Regions from separate parts of the Sus scrofa genome. Here region 2 is linked to region 1. The links are chromatin contacts, called in public Hi-C maps. All regions are on one chromosome and are shown on one strand. Each heading gives the region's core, a stretch centred on a gene start, on an enhancer-like site or on the middle of the called end of the contact. The rest is flanking DNA. Distances are from core to core; before and after follow the strand shown.

The links. Hi-C and Micro-C count contacts between places; a contact is called where the count stands out from the background.
Region 2: a contact with region 1 is called in a Hi-C map of epiblast stem cells, with 1.8 times the contacts expected there. The contact joins the promoter of SOWAHA here to the promoter of SEPT8 in region 1. A contact is called at or near these places in 1 of 5 promoter capture datasets (liver), 7 of 47 Hi-C or Micro-C datasets (brain, embryonic fibroblasts, epiblast stem cells and 3 more) and 2 of 2 datasets of contacts at active chromatin or transcription factors (alveolar macrophages and skeletal muscle).

What each region holds. Positions count from the first base shown.
Region 1 is chr2:135,101,534-135,107,140 of Sscrofa11.1, reverse strand. It overlaps SEPT8 (septin-8), which reads left to right and starts at 2,676. Exons shown (of 10, transcript XM_013995121.2): 1 at 2,676-2,930. The coding sequence starts at 2,901.
Region 2 is chr2:135,135,325-135,140,885 of Sscrofa11.1, reverse strand. SOWAHA (ankyrin repeat domain-containing protein SOWAHA) reads right to left here and starts at 1,608. Exons shown (of 1, transcript XM_003123927.4): 1 at 1-1,608. The coding sequence starts at 1,198.

The DNA of each region.
Region 1 (5,607 bases), core at 1,427-3,926:
AGAAACTATAAACAAAAGTAAAAGGCCAGCAACAGTGAGGCCTGTGGGGTTAAATTTCAGTGCGGTGCTAGGTGTATATGTGGGGGGGGGAGCGGGGGGGGGGCGGGGAACTAAGTCTGAGGAAGGCTGCATTGTCCCTTTACCTCTCAGACGGTGTCACCCAAAGCTCTGAGGACTTCTACAGAAACCTTGTCCTGTCTGGAACTTGGCATTGCACATGTACTATTATTTAATTGGGGAACCATTGTGTGTGTGTGTGTGTGTGTGTGTGTTAGCAGGTATCCCCTTCTCCTAGGTGTGTAAGGAACACTGGGAAATGCTGCCATGAGAAATACCACTTTACCTCGTGTGAGAAATGATTGCTGTATCTGCCTTTGTTTCCCCACAGGTAACTCACTCTCCCTCCTTCAGTAGTTCTGACCAGCAGCCGCACTGGAGGAGGTGGGGGCAGAGAGGAAGATGACGACGAGGGAGAGGGAGAAGAGGAGAGAAGAGCGAGTTCCCGCCGGGGCGCCCGGGAAACGAACCTGACTAGGAACCATGAGGTTGTGGGTTCGATCCCTGGCCTCGCTCGGTGGGTTAAGGATCCGGCGTTGCCGTGAGCTGTGGTGGAGGTCGCAGACATGGCTTGGATCTGGCGTTGCTGTGGTTCTGGTGTAGGCTGGCAGCTGTAGCTCCTATTAGATCTCTAGCCTGGGAACCTCCATATGCCATGGGTGCGGCCCTAAAAAGCCAAAAACAAAACAAAACAGGAGGAGGAGGAAGGAGAAAAAGAGGAACAGGAAGGAGAAGGAGAAGAGGACGAAAGAAAAAGAAATTTGGGGTTCGGGGAGGAGATGTAAATTTTCCTAACAGTGACCACATCCCAAGAGAAGGAAGTCAGCTGTAATCTCGCTTTTCCTTCTCACAGCCAGCAGCTGGGGCTGCAGAAGTGGATTATTTTGAAAAAAATGCACAACTTGGGGGAAAGACCATTTTTGAGATAATTTAGGGCAGATTCCAGAGAGTTGTGATGCAGAAAATGGTCTTCGGGACAGATTTCTTGCCAGTTACAGGAAAGAAAAAGGAAATAGCAGATCTGGTCCAGGCTGATCAACACAACACCAACTGACCACACATCTCGCTCCCTCTCTCTCTCTCTCTCTCTGGGCTTTGAAATTAAGGTTTTTGTAGTCTAGAGAAGGAGATTTGATTAAGCATTTTATTTCAAGTGTAGAGGAGAGCCCTTATTTTCCTGAGTTGAATCCTGTGGCAGAGGTACTCTAATTAGCCTCAGTTTTAGGAGGAGGAAGGGGAGGCACAGGTAAGTAAATTGCCTGAGGTTAAAAAGCTGGCAAGGGATGGAGGCAGGATTCCAACCCAGGTCGTTTGTTTGCCTTGGGTCCAGCACCCTTAACCACAGCTTTGCCTGTTTCTCGCAGATAACTACAATACAGCATGGGAGACACTGCGAGAGGGAGGCACAGAGTGAACACTGAATCAGAAAGGACCAGCAAGATGTCATTTCACCTTAGTGACCTGCTACAATGTGCCCTGGAGAGAAGGAAGACGAAAGCTACTTCAAGGGGACAGGGTCAACTACCTGAAAGCCAGTGGAAGGGCAGGGAGGAGCTCCTCTTAAAGCCAGGTGTGCCAAGCCCAGATGTGGTCCTCGGACACCTTCAACCACGACAAGTTCCTGAGTCAGAGGGACAGGCTGGGCTGTTTCTCAGGAAAATCTTGGTGGGTGGGAAGGGTGTGGAGGGTGGACCCACCCAGGTTGAGGCCATTGAAATAGCAGGAGACAAGCCTTGCTACCTTCCCAAAGAGAGAGCAGACAGAGAGGCAGAGGGAATGACAAAATAAGGAGGGTTTTGGAGGATTCGGAGCTGGATTTTAGAAGGCTAGTCATTGAATAGGACCAGAGTCCCCTGAAGGCCTTTGGCTTGGGCAGAGGTATTAGTTTTCTAAGTTTTGTGCGTGTTTTGAGTAGTGGGATTCGCAGAGAGAATGCGCATGCATTGGGAGCTGCAGTCTTCCTTGCGCGGTGCCCAGACTCCATTAAGACCTCGCCCGAAACCCTTAGGGGTAGGCAGGGTGACGGTCACTTGTTATCTGATGTCTTGAATGCCGAACTCGGCTTGTCTATTGCACGAATCTGAGCCTGAACTGCGCATCCTGCAACTTCATTGCGCAAGGAGCCGAAGGCTGGTCCCTGGCCCGGGAAGGCCGCCCAGCCGGACGCGCGGGTCCCGCCCCGGGTGCCGCCCTGGCTCGGACCAGAGCATCAGGTGGGGCCCAGCGTACGGCCATAAGAGGCTGAGGCGGCCTCTCCTGGACCCGACGGGCCGCACGCAATCCGCCGACACTCTGGCTGGTGGTCTCCGTGTATTTGCAGGCTCTGACCGGGTGGAGGCGGCTTGGGGGAGACCTCGAGGGCGCACGCCGCACCCTACTCTTCTCGGCACCGAGCGGGCTTCCTAGCGCGGAGGCGCGGGACACTCCCTCCCGGCCTCGTCCCCAGCCTCCCAGGGACACGCGGCAGGCCGGCGGGCACTGGCCCGGGTCCCCAGGCACGGCCCTCCTGGCCCCCCAACTTCGGGACTACAAGTCCCAGCAGTCCTCGCAGTTGGCACCTCCCGCCTCGCCGCGGAGACCCCCGGCCGTGCCCGCGCTGGGGCTCGGGCTGCGCTCGCGGCGGGGCCAGGCGGGGAGGCCGGTCCCGCGGGCGGGGGCGGGGGCGGCTCCGCGGCTTCTCCCGCCGCCGCCGCCGCCGCTGCCGCCAAGGGGAGTTTCCAGGAAGTGGCCATATTGGATCCATTCAGCCGCAGCCGCCCGGGCGGAGCGCGTCCCGCAGCCGGCTGGTCCCTGTCGCGGCCCGGGTGCTCGGCCCGGCCCGCCTGCCCGGTGCGGAGCTCGCCATGGCGGCCACTGACCTGGAGCGCTTCTCGGTGAGGGCCCCGCTGGGCCGCGGCGCGCGCGAGAGGCGCGGGGAGGGGGCCGCGTGCCGCTGGCCGGGGGCGCGAGCCGGGCTGTCAGTGCCGCGCGAGCCGGCCTCGACTCCGGGCGGGCCGGGGGCGCACGAGCTGGCTCTCCGAGCAGCGCTAGCCTCGGGACCTGGGGCGTCGGGCGGGGGCGCCTCGCCGGGCGGCTGGCGGGGTCGCTCTGCTTGGGCGAAGGCGAGGCGGACTCCTTTCGCGGAAAGGAGCACATAAATATCCGCCTGGTTCCGGCCAGGTGCGAGGACAGACCGGAGCCCCGGGCGCCGGAGGGGAGGATCCAGGTTCTTCCAAAGCCCCGTCTCCCTGCCTGTTTCTGCACGGCGGGGGAGACCCCTGGCCGCGCAGGTGCTGCTGGCTGGGCTCAGGATGAAGCCCTAGGGGTCCGAGGGAGTCCCTCAAGTGAGCCAAGGGCAGTTGCAGACTTGGGTCCTGAAGACCCAAGGTCCTGGCCCTGCGTCTCCCAACCTCAGCCTGCACCCCAACCCAAGCGGCCGGATCCCGGGTGCGATTCCAGGCAGGTCCGGCCTCAGTGGTAGGGTCGGAGGCAGCCATTCCCCAGAAACTGGAGAGATTCCAGATTCAGCCCAGTGGATGTTTGCTTGAGCCCCAGGTCGGGTATGCCTTCTGCAGGGCTCACATCTCTGGTGGTCCCTCCAGAGGTCTCTCCGGGCCCGAGCCGGCCTGTAGCCTATTTTCTAAAGGCTTTTATAATTCACCCGAGGGGAGAGGGGACTCTCGGGGGTCGTGGCTGCATGTCCCCTGATTCTAAGGCTGAATTTGGGTGTGTCTGGGAGGTTGGGCTCTGACAGTGAAGGAAGCTGTGTCCTCTTGCCAGCATGTGAGGCCCTGGTCGTTGTAAGGGAGAGTCGGGAGATGTTGGGGGTGGGGGGAAATGCTAAATATATGACCGATAAGGAATTGGTTCTGGGGCTAAATAAGGGATCCGGGACTTACGTAATTAATGCTATAAATACTGCCATCCGAATTTATATATGTAAATTTTCTCTTTCATCTGAAAATACATTTGTTGGTCTACTTTGGAAATAGGGGTAACTAAAGCAGAGACTCTTGGTTTCATAATTTCTATACTGGAGTGTTTCATTTCCAGTGGAGAGGGGGCTGCGAGTCAGTTCAGTAAGTTTGAATACAGGCGGAGCAGGTTCAGAGCTTGGCCTGCACAGTAAATAGGAATTTATGTACCCCAGGAGGGCTGCACGTGAATCCCGACAGACCTGCTGGTTAGCTGGAGGCCAAGAGACCTGTGTGTGTTTACACATCTCTCCCTGCGTGTCTGTGTGCATGTTCTGTGCCCTGCTGAGCAGAAAGTTATGTCTGGGTTCTGTCTCTCCGTGGCCAGAGGTTGCTCTAACAGGACTCTTGCGGATGGAAGGGGTGTGTAGCGTAACTAGAATCAGACGCCCCAATGTGAATCCTGGACTCGCGTTGGCCACGTGACCTTGAGCAATTTGTTTAAGCTTTCAGTGTTCTCACCTGTACAATGGGATAAGAGTACTGCCTTTCCCATAGGGTGATTAGAAGGATTTAATGAGAGGATCCAGGTCAGGTAGTCAGAGCAGTGACTGGCACGTGGTAGGCACATCACAGGGTACATTCTCCCCAGCGCGCATGTGGCTTTGAAGACTGGCTCTCTGTGTAAGAAGGCAGCAGCGAATGGGTTTGCTCCGTTACAGGGCCCCCTCTCCAGGGGCCACCATCCCTGAGAGATGGTAGCTTTTAAACCACATCTGTGGGGATTCCGGCTCTTAATGCCCAGAGTGGGCCAGGACGCAAAGAGGGGGCTGACTCAAGGCAAGGCGTACCGTCCCGGCTCAGGGGCCTTGGTTACTGTGCCAGATTAAGCTGGATGGATGGACGCCATCCACACCCTTCGAGCTCTGGGCCGTCAGCCTCCTGGGAGGACTTGGACACAGTTGAATTTGGGTGGAGACCTTGGGTGGGGTTTGGCCTTCATGTAGGAGTCTGGGCTCCATTCTCCTCTCCTGCCTTGTCATCCTCGGCAAATTATTTCTTCCTTTACCCCGCTATCCAGTGAGCATAACCATGCTGATGTTTTCAGAGAGTTTGTGGAAGATAAATCGCAGTCTACGGCATGTCTGGGGGCATGTGCATAGTTGTCTCACCAACCCCATGGTTGACTTGGGTCTTAAGCAGTGGCCGGGAGGCTATGATCTGCTTGAACTGTGGCAGGTTGACAATGCCGCTGAGGCCAGCTCAGTGGTCAGACCAGCCCCAGAGGGCCTGGGAACTCTCCCAACCTGAAGCTTAGACGAGCAGATGGAACGGTGCTTTGAGGTCAGTGTGTGCCGGGTTCCTGTTCTCTAGGTAGCATGATGCGAACAGCTCAGGCTCAGCAGCCTTTACCTTTTGGCTGGGCCTGGCCCAGCCCTAGGTGAGCCCCAGAGTTAGGGTTGAAATCTCCTTGGATGAGCGTGTCTGGGACAGCCCCTGGGGAGTCTCTTGCCTCTTGCCCTCCTTGGGCAGCCAGACTCCTGTCCACGATGCTCTGCCCCTTCTCCAGCCTGGGTCCCAGGCTCTGGGGCTTATTCTTTTTCGGTCTCAGGGGCCGGCTCCTGTGTTTCTCCTGTTAGACTCTCATGGGCAAGGT
Region 2 (5,561 bases), core at 359-2,858, 35 kb before region 1:
CCCGCGCGCCCCCACGCCGCGCGACCTCCACCAGCTGCTGCACCATCTCGAGGTCGCCGCTCTTGGCTGCCCAGTGCAGGGCCGTGAAACCCGACATGAAGTCGCGCTTGGCCGCCAGACCGAGGTCGCGCAGCAGCAGCCCGTGGAGCTGGTGTGTCCAGCGGCCCCCGGCCGCCCGCACTAGCCACTCGTGTTCGGCCGGCTCCAGGGGCACGGCGGACGGCGGCGGTGCAGCGGGCACCTCTTCGGTGTCGGGGCTAAGCAGGCGCTGGCCGGCGCGTGACAGGCGTCTCAGGTGCGGGGAGCGGCCCGGACCCAGGCTGAGGCCTAGGCCAGGCTCCTCTACCGAGAGCCGCCGCAGCAACAGCGGGGAGCTCCGAGGGCTGGGCTCCTCCGACAGCTGCCGACGCAGGCCTTGATCTTCCGTCCGGATCCGGAAGGGACCCGGGACGCAGCGCACCGGCAGCATGCAGGGCTTCTGCAGCGGCGCGCGCGGAGGCGGCGGTGGCGGTGACGGGGGCGGTGGCGGCCCTTTTGATTGTCTAGGCCCAGGTTCCAGGTCTGGCGGCTCTGCGTGGGTCAAGGTTGCCTCCGAAGGTGCCCTAGACGGTGGAGCCACGTCTGCAGAGAGCCCCTCGGAGGGTTGGGATAGCTCAAAAGTTGGAATCTGCGGGTCCGAGGGCCCCCCTGACTGCAGGGCCGGGCTTAACAGCAGCTCCCTGGTTGGCAGAGTGGGCTCGGAGGCCGGAGCCCCGAGGGTGTCCTGCGACTCTGATGGTGGAGCCGGGTCTCTAGGTGGTTCCACCGCCTTCTGCTCGGAGGCCAAGGATGGAGTGCCCGAGGCAGCGGCTTCCACCTGTGAGACGGAAGTGATCTTCGACGGCGGGGCTAGTGTCCCCGGGGTGCTGTTCCAGCAGGTGGTCAGGGGCTCTGGTCCCTCCCGGGGCCGCAGCTTCTTCCTCAGCACCACGAATTTGACGCCGTCGAACTCTTTCACCACGGCCACGTCGTTGACAAACTGTTTGAAACGATCCCTGCGGGCTGCACGGCCGCGCGGGTCGCCTGCATCCAGCAACGGCTTGAAGCGGCTCAGAAGCTCGGAGTTGCGCACCTTTCCGCCGTGCTCCTGTAGGAAGCCCAGCACCGCCGCCTGGCTCACCCCGGCGGCCGCAGCGGCCGCGGCCGCGGCCAGCGCCATGGTCAGGGTCCGTACCCTCTCGGCAGGGAAGCCGGGGCCGCCCCCCTCCCACCGACCCGCGGCTCCCGGTTGCGCGGCAGGTGTACGTCGCGGCGCCGGCCGGGAAGTGCAGGAGCCCGGGTTCCGGGAGTCAAGTCCGCCTCGGCCAGGCTCACCTGATCGTTGTCACCGAGGCGTGACGGGCGTGTCCCCGAGGCTGGACCTTGGTCACGCCCGCGCCGCGGAGTCCGGGAGTCTCGCGGAAAAAGGAGCTGGGGGCCGCGGTGCGCGCCCCCCGCCGCCGCCCCGGGGGGCCCCCAGTCTTCGGGGTAGGTTTCTGCCTTTATATTCTGTCCAATGGGCGCCGGGCTCCATCCCCTTGCGTGCGGTGCTCGCCTTACAGGTGACAGCTGCCACCAGGGCCGCGGTGGGAGTAGGGGAGCGGAAATTCTCCACCGCCCCTCCCAATTGGAGAATTAAAGGCGCAGTGCCAGGCTTCAGCTCGGCTCCCGGTTGCTAGGTGGGTGTGTTCGCCAGGGATGCCGCGGTCTACAGGCGAGGCAAGGATTTTTACTCCTTTCTGAAATATTTAACCACCACAAAATACTGGGCGATTGCTTAAAAGCAATACTTTATTTGAAAATCGTCACTACCTCTTGAATTGTTGACTGCGTTTCACACAGGAAAAACGGCTTCATGCAACTTGCGGTGAAGACCGTTTGCTGCGGATGGCAACGTATGCCATCCGAGGTTTAGAAGAGACGTTTTAAACAGCAATTTTCTTATGATAAAATAATACATGTTCGCATCGAATTTTGGGAGGAAACCCACAGGAAAGCCTAAGGAAAATAGCATTTGAAATCATTAATAACATTTGCACTCTTTTTCTCCTCCCTCCCCCATACGCATGTGTATACATGTGTATGCTTTACTGTAAGAAAGCAAAATTGGAATCGTGTTTTTTTAAAAAATTCACTTCACCAATATTTGTTGCGCACTTCGTTTGTGCCAGTGCCCTTTCAGTCTGTGATACATCAGTAAGCAAGACAGCTGACCTCGTGCAGCTTGCGTGGTAATGGAGGAGGGGGAGGGACAAAGAGACGTGATGGGTGAATCTGAAAATTGTATAATATGTTGGAGAAATGCTATGGAAAAAATAAAGCAGAGTAAGACGGAGGGGCAGGTTGCAAGTTTGAATCCTGTGTTAGGGGCAGGACTCCTTGTAAAGGCCACAGCTAAGCAAGGGCTTGAAGAGATGGGGGGGGGGCGGTGGTTAGGTAGCTAGGTAGGAAAAGAAGCTTTTTCAGCAAAGGGAGCAGCCAGGGCAAAGGTGAGATCAGTTTTTTAATTTGCAAACACAATCCTTCAAAGATATCACCAGAGGCACCATACCTTAGTAGTTAAAAAGAGCAAAACTCTAGAGTCAAAATTCCACACTTGAATCCTGGCTCTACATTGGGCTACTTGCTTGACCTCTCTGTGCCTCAATTTTCTTATCTGTGAAGGGGTAAGGAGATGGTACTAATTATACTCAGGTCACCAGGCTGTGAGGAGTGAGAGAATGGACGTAAAGCACTTACAACAATGCTTGGCTCACAGTAAACATTCAAATTATTAGTAGCAGTATAGTCGCTTCTATTATTCTTACCGAAGGGGAAAAAAAAAGAGAACATAGGAAAGTTCTCCCTTTTCCCAAACCCTTTGCCCAGAGACAATTTCCATCTTCGGCTATTTCTGGAATGCATTTGACCTTCTTTGTAACCTCACTTCATAGTGTGAGTGCTTCCCCCAATGACAATAACTATTCTTTAAAAATATATGATGTTTAAATGAGAGCCTCAAATAAATGTAGATACACTTTATGTTCTTATTGTCCACAGTCTACGTTGTTTTTAATTCTTTTGGATTGTGCTGCTTATGTATAAAATTTTGTACATGTTTCTGATGAATTTCTTTAGGATAGACTCCCACAAGGAGAATTACTAAGTCAAAGGGAATTATTTTTAAAACTTTTGAAACTTTTTACTAAGTCGTTTTGCAGAAGTTACAGCCCTATGAAATTCCCTAGTCTTTCCCTCCCTGACTTGTGTAATATCTTCTATAATATCTTCTAATTTGTCCATTTGAAAGACAAAAAAATGGTATCTGATTTCCACTTACTTTATCACTAATGAGGTAAAACTTCTCTTTCTCCTCTTATTTGATTTGTTCTTTTATGACTTGCCCCTTTCCCTCTTTACCCATTTGTTAATGTTTTCTTGTTAGGTCGTTATCAATCCTTTATTATATATGCTGTATTTTTCCACTTTGTCATTTATCTTTTAATTTTGTTTTCTGATTATACATTCATTTTTAGACAGCCACTTTTTTACTGAAGTACAGTTGACTTACAATGTTGTGTTAAATTCTGCTGTACAGCAAAGTGATTCAGTTATTTATTTATATACACACATAATGTATATATGCACATTCTTTTTATATTATTTTCCGTTATGGTTTATCTCTGGATATTGAATATAGTTCCCTCTGCTATACAGTAGGACTGCGTTGTTTATTTGTTTTATATGTAATAGTTTGTATCTGCTAATCCCAAACTCCCAGTCCATTCGTCCCCTGCCTCTCCCATCTTTGGCAACCACAATTCTGTTTTCTGAGTCTGTGCGTCTGTTTCTGTAGGTTCATTTGTGTCGTAATTTAGATTCCACATATAAGTGATATCATATGGTATTTGCCTCTCTCTTTCTGATTTACTTCACTTAGTGTGATAGTTTCTAGGGCCGTCCATGCTGCTGCAAATGGCATTTTTCTTTCTTTTTTATGGCTGAGTAGTATTCCATTGTATATATGTACCACATCTTTATCCATTCCTTTCTCACTGGACATTTATTTTCAGTTGTTTCCATGTCTTGGCAATTGTGAATAGTGCTGCAATGAATATAAGGGTGCATGTATCTTTTTGAATTATAGTTTTGTCTGGATATATGCCCAAGAGTGAGATTGCTGGATCATATAGTAGTTCTATATTTAGTTTTCTGAGGACCCTTTATAGTGTTATCCATAGTGGTTGCACCAATTTACATTCCCACCAACAGTGTGGGTGAGTTGCCTTTTCTCCACACCCTCTCCAGCATTTTTTTTTTGGGGGGGGTTGGATTTTTAGGGCCACACCTGCAACATATGGAAGTTCCCAGGCTAAGGGTCGAATCAGAGCTTCAGCTGCTGGTCTACACCACAGCCACAGCAACGTGGGATCCGAGCCCCATCTGCAGCCTATACCACATCTCACGACAATGCCGGATCCTTAACCCACTGAGTGAGACCAGGGATCGAACCTGTCCTCATGGATGCTAGCCAGATTCATCTCTGCTGAGCCACCCCAGGAACTGTTATGTGTAGGCTTTTTAAAGATGGCTGTTCTGACCAGTATGAAGTGGCACCTCACTGTAGTTTTGATTTGCATTTCTATAATAATTAGAACCGCTTGGAGCATCTTTTCATGTGCCTGTTGTCTGTATGTCTTCTTTGGAGAAATGTCTATTTAAAGTCTTCTTCCATTTTTCAATTAGGTTCTTTGTTTTTTGTTGTTATTAAGTTGTATGAGCTGTTTGTGTATTTTAGAAATTAAGCCCTTGTCAGTCACATTGTTTGCAAACATCTTCTCCCGCTCTGTGGGCTGTCTTTTCATTTTGTTTATGGTTTCCTTTGCTACGTGAAAACTTGTAAATTTGATTAGGCCCCATTTGTTTATTTTTATTTTTATGTCTATTGCCTTGGAGATTGACCTAAGGAAACATGTATATAATATATGCCAGAGAGTGTTTTGTCTAAGTTCTCTTTTTGGAGTTTTATGGTTTCCTGTCCTATATTTAAATCTTTGAGCCATTTCGAGTTTATTTTTGTGTATGGCGTGAGGGTGTGTTCTAACTTCATTGATTTACCTGCAGCTGTCCAGCTTTCCCAGCACTTTGCTGAAGAGATGGTCTTTTCCCATTATACATTCTTGCCTTTTCACTCCTTTGCCTCCTCTGTCGAAGATTAATTGACTGTAGGTGTGTAGGTTTATTTCTGGGATCTCTCTCTCTCTCTCTTTTTTTTTTTTTTTTTTTTTTGCTTTTTAGGGCCACACCTGAGGCCTATGGAGGTTCCCAGGCTAGGGGTCCAATTGGAGCTACAGCTGCTGGCCTCCACCAGAGCCACAGCAACACCAGATCTGAGCCACATCTGTGACATACGCCACAGCTCATGGCAGTGCTAGATACTTAACCCACTGAGTGAGGCCAGGGATCGAATTCACATCCTCATGGATCCTAGTTGGATTTGTTAACTGCTGAGCCATGACGACATCTCCCTGGGATCTCCATTCTATTCCCTTGATCCATGTGTC